Linked DNA regions of Sus scrofa: region 1 is linked to region 2. The links are chromatin contacts, called in public Hi-C maps. All regions are on one chromosome and are shown on one strand. The core of a region is the stretch at or near the end of the contact, and the rest is flanking DNA. Distances in the headings are between cores, read along the strand shown.

Region 1 (2,700 bases), core at 133-2,632, 280 kb before region 2:
TAGTAAATAAATATGTCTTTGATATTAACTTTAAAGTTCTCTAGATAAAGTTCTTTGTATGAGATGGAGCTCAGCTGTACCTCAAAACCTATCCCTGGGTCTTTCAACCTGAGGTTTGTACTGTAATAATGTTTTCTTTGGCTCATAGCATTTTGCATTAATATCAGTTCTTTCTTGTTTGTCCTCTAGCCTCTGTTGCTTTGGCTTTGGTTTCCAGCAGTCAGTATTTTATGTATTACATGGACGGGTTTTCAATTAGAGTATCCCAAGCATATCTTCCAAACGGGAGGCAAAACTATTTATCATTTTTTTTTTTTTGGTATTGAGGTAATAATAATAAGTAGTCACACATGTAATTATCTTTATATTGGTGATAGGGTAATTAATAATTTCACAGGTTCTGTCAGACACAATGACCTCTTTGTCTAACAGTCCTTTGTAATCTCCTCTTATTTGTCGGAAATGAAATTTGCTGTGGAATATACAAATCTACTTATACATGTAATTTAAAATAATACATATTACCATAATATAAAGGAATATGAAGAAGTATAAGAAAAGTGCTTTATAACAAAATACATATGCCAATATGTACACGCACGTCACCATTTCACTAAAAAAGACCCAGTTTCCACATTTCCCTGAAGAGACTAGAACAATCAGCCTTGTTTCTTTGCGAGGCACTGCCGGTAGCATAATCTTCCTACTGTAGCGCTCAATCCTAACCCTCACTCCCACCTCAAATTCTCCATCTTTCATTTCATTTATATTCCACCACTGTGTCCAGTTTTTCCAACATGAGCTGCTTCTCAGCTGTTCCAGCTGCTTCTCTCAATGTTGGTAGACAGCTGGTATAGTTTAATTCTTACTTTGGAGTTTGAAGCAAACATATTCTCTCAAGTAAAGGAAAGTTCTTGTTAAATCGAGGAGTCTCTTAAGGTAGTGGGCAGGGCCTGCTGAATACAGTGCCTGTTGAAAACAGTCTTGGAAAAGGACCATTAAAAACAAACAAACAAACAAAAAAAAACATGTTTCATTTCTTAGCTTTCACTGGTCTGGTTTAGCATCAAGGAGCTGGGAACCTTGGATCCTACAAAAAAGTTCTAGTTTCTTTCTTTTGCTAGGCTTCTGATCTGACAGCTCTGGCTGTAGCAGTTCTAGGCAGCCAAAATTGTTAAAATTTTAACAGTCTGACCTCTGACAGAAAACAAGCTGATCTATTACAGATTGAAAGAAAGTTCATTTGAGATCCATGTGAATTACTCTTTTTCCCCCAAACTATTTACTCATTATATATTTAAAGGTCACCAGTCCACATCAGTGTTTCAACTTGCTGGGAATTTATTCACTGCTGGTAACTTAAAAGAGGCCGCCCTGTTTTTCATTACTGGTTGGTATTTTTTTCTGTTGAGCTCTGACCTTCTAACTGAGAAGCAGCATAGGATAGCTTGGTTTCAACATTCTGAATATTCCCGAGATGACCATTGGAACAGGATGCAAGGTTACCTCCTTCAGAAACCAACATTATCCTAAACAAAAGACTCATATTTTTGCCACAATGGGCAGATCTGATGGGTGTAAGTTTCAGTTAAATCATTGCCACATCTCTGTGTGAGCAGATAAATTGATCCCTTTCAATAATTTATTTTTATTTTCTCTTTAGAAACACTGCTGTTTGGATGGAAGAATAAAGAGTTATCAATAGTTTTCACCCCGTGGTGAGATCATGTGTGATGTCCTTTTGCTTGATTAGGCTCTGCCATATTTTAAAACTTGTCACTATAAACAATATTTTTTTTTTTTTAGTAATTACAAACAAATCTGCCATGTATTATCACAATTATAATCAATACTTTAAATTTTTTGTTCCACATGAGTCTTTCATTATCAATTATTCTAGGTAAGGCACTTGAGGAAGAACTGTAGTGAGGCTCTAGTGCTTCTGACACTTCAAAATGCATAACAGTCACCTGGGATATTTTTAAAATACAGAGTCTGATTCAGTAAATCTGTGATGGGGCCTGAAATCCTATATTAACCATACAAAATCCTTGGTGATGCCGACACTGCTGATCTAATAACCATACTTGGAAGTCTCTGATCATTGGTTTCAAACTTTGGTCACAAGAAAATCACCTGGAAATCTTGTTAAACTGCAAATTGCTGTCCCCCCTCCTACCCACTCCACCAGTTTCTGATTTAGTATGTCTGGGGTTGGGCCTGAGGATTTGCATTCTAAAGTACCCAGCTGATGGCAGAGGTTGCTTCAGAATCTCTGTAATCCCTGCTCCAGAGCCTTGTGATCAAAGCCTGGTTCCCAGACAGCATCCGCATCACTTGGGAGCTTGTTAGAAATGCAGAGTTTTAGGCCCTAGTCCATACCTAAATCAAACCCTGCATTTTAATAAGATCCTCAGGTGACTTCATGCATTACAGTTTGAAAAATATCACCTAGACAATTTCTTAGTTCCTCTTCATCGGTGACTCTCAACTTATCTAGTTCTTACCATCAACTTCGGAGCTCTTAAAAAGTCCTGCTGCTCTGAGGGTGAACCTCAGCATAATTCCATCAGATTTTCTGCGGCTGGGGCCAAAGTATCACTAGTTTCTAAAACTCCCCAGGGGAGTCCAATGCACAGTCAAATTCGGGAACTGCACTGTAGTTGGAAATGGAGAGGTAGTCATCTTGTTATTTGCCAA
Region 2 (2,727 bases), core at 214-2,713:
AAGTGAACACAAACACACATATGAACAGACTGGGGATGGGAACATCTTAGAGAAGCACTGGAAACTGTCAAAACAAACTTGACTGGCAGAACAAAGAGGAATAACATGGAAATGAAGAGGTTTTCTTGGCAGAAAGTGAGGGCACAGTGTCAGATATTAGGTTTCCAAAACCAGACTTTAAATCCAAAGTGAACAGGCCACAAGAACCATAGTCATGAAAAAGTCTGACACTGTTGGGACACTGATGGAGAGTCAGGACATAGCAACTCTAGTGGGAGACTGGTATAGCAGTTTATTTTTAGGAACAGGGTATGTTCAATATAGAACTTCCTCTGAGGACTTAGCTCCATGCTCCCTTGAAGACAATATCAATCTAGAGGTATAGACCAGCAGTTAATGGCTCTGCCTTGACCTCTGGCCATCCAGAATTTTTTTTTCTTGTCTTTTTATTTTCTGGACATTGCCTTGTCTCTCTTCATTCTAGTTTATGTGCACATAACTCAACGTTTAATCAAACCAATTCCTAATGTGGGAAAGAATTTAGGAAAAGACAGTCTACCATGTAATACTTTTTTTCAAATAGCCCTGGGTTCCCCAAAAGAACAACTCACCTTGCTGCAAAAGTTGAAATGATGCCCTTAGTTCATTGTTAGGCAACTGTATGAAATCTGGAGATCACAAGTTTTGCAAAGCAAACTGTTCAGAGCCAGAAAAGTTCTCCCTCTGTTCTATGAACTCCCTCCCCACCACCTCGCCAATTTTACACCACTCATGGTCTCATGGCACAGAGGGAGAACTTTGAACTAAGGGCATCTTTTGATTAAAATTGAGAAGCATCACAAATTAATGGAAAATATACAACTTTGCAATGGACAGGCATTCAATAAAGGTACATTTCCCTACCTCTCCTCCCCATCAGACTGTGAATTACAGCATAGGAAAATGTGTAGAGTGCTGGCATAGAGTTTGAAAACTGGGTTTGAATTCTGGCTCTATACTGACTAGCTCTGTGATTGTGAGCAAGCTTTGCAACTTCCCCAAGTCTTCATCTCCTCTTTTACAAAATAGGGTTAACAATACTTAAACACAGTACTGTTATGAAGCTAGATGAAATTGTTCCACTAGAGCATCTTACTCAGCATCAAGCACAGAGTAAAAATTATAATAGCTCTTAATTATCATTGATGTTTTCACCATCATCTTAACAAATTTATTCTGTATCCTCACTTGGTTGTATTATTATTGACATTCCTTTAGTAGAACTAATAATAATAATAATACAGCAAATATTTGTTGAGACCTTGTAACATGCTAGATATTGTTCAAAGCAGTGTCTTAAAGCTTACAATTATCCTCCAAGTTTGGTAATATTATTTTTCCTGGTTCTACAGATAAGGAAGCAGAGTAGTAACTTGCCCAAAGTCCAGTGGGCATAAGGGGTAGAATGAGTCTGAACTCAGAGCCTTTGATCCTAAGGAACAAGCTCTTCCACTTGTTCCTTTACATAATTGATTTGAGAGCTTGTCCAACACATCTGTAACTATTTTTTAAATAAACCACGTACATATGCTTTTGCAATCTGTTTAGGTTCAAGGTTTTGGGTCCAACACACTTGCCTAACACATGTGAATTGTATTATGAGAGGACAGTACTTGGGGTTAAATAGTTCACATTTAATTTAATTTTTATTTTCCTAACACTTTATGCTCATTCTTTTGAATTGCAAACAGTAACTGACATTTTAAAAGATCTGCCTAACCTAATGTCATTCTCCATTTATCTCATGAATTGCAGAATTTTTCAACAAGTTTGACTTTAAGGATTTTCTTCTATTATAGCCATGCTATAGGATCAAATTCAAAGTATCTGAAAAAATGATTAAATTTCATGATAATCAGTCCAGGACCAATTAAAATTATGACTCACAGCCCTCACATGTCAATATTCAGACAAATAATAATTTTATTCTTATATGCATAGTTGTCTAGTTTTCCCACCACAGCTTATTGAGAGGCAGTCTTTGCTCCATTGCATATTCTTGCCTACTTTGTTGTAGCATTCTCTTACACCATGTACAAAAATAAACTCAAAAAAGGAGTTCCCGTCGTGGCGCAGTGGTTAACGAATCCGACTAGGAACCATGAGGTTGCAGGTTCGGTCCCTGCCCTTGCTCAGTGGGTTAACGATCCGGCGTTGCCGTGAGCTGTGGTGTAGGTTGCAGACGCGGCTCGGATCCCGCGTTGCTGTGGCTATGGCGTAGGCCGGTGGCTACAGCTCCGATTCGACCCCTAGCCTGGGAACCTCCATATGCCGCGGGAGCGGCCCAAGAAATAGCAACAACAACAACAACAAAATAAAATAAAATAAAAAAAAATAAACTCAAAATGGATTAAAAACCTAATTACAAGACTGGATTCTATAAAATTCTTAAAGGAAAATATAGGCAGAATACTCTTTGATGAAAATTACAGCAATATCTTTTTGGATCTACCTCTCAGAGTAATGAAAATAAAATTAAAAATAAACAAATGGGACCTAATCAAACTTATAAGATTTTGCATAGCAAAAGAGACCATAAACAAAACAAAAAGACAACCCAGACAATGGAAGACAAATCTTGCAAACAAAGCAACTGACAGGGATTAATCTCCAAAATATGCAAACATCTCCTAGAGCTTTGTATAAAAAACCAAGCAACCTAATCAAAAAATGATCAGAAAATCAAAA

Evidence for each region. A called contact is a pair of places that touch in the nucleus more often than the background predicts.
Region 1: a Hi-C map of liver shows a contact between it and region 2, with 2.1 times the contacts expected there. The contact joins two enhancer-like sites. A contact is called at or near these places in 3 of 47 Hi-C or Micro-C datasets (liver and skeletal muscle) and 1 of 2 datasets of contacts at active chromatin or transcription factors (alveolar macrophages).

Annotation. Positions count from the first base shown.
Region 1 is chr9:86,701,178-86,703,877 of Sscrofa11.1, reverse strand. The region is part of intron 2 of LOC110255481 (a long non-coding RNA gene); the gene reads left to right. Among named protein-coding and RNA genes, the nearest start is that of AHR, 190 kb to the right of the region's middle. Within about 2 kb of position 1,382, at least 7 of the 83 cell types and tissues checked have an H3K27ac peak or open chromatin away from gene starts, as enhancers often do. A contact at or near this core is called in liver, where this site is marked.
Region 2 is chr9:86,421,982-86,424,708 of Sscrofa11.1, reverse strand. No RefSeq gene overlaps it. Among named protein-coding and RNA genes, the nearest start is that of AHR, 89 kb to the left of the region's middle. Within about 2 kb of position 1,463, at least 1 of the 83 cell types and tissues checked has an H3K27ac peak or open chromatin away from gene starts, as enhancers often do. A contact at or near this core is called in liver, where this site is marked.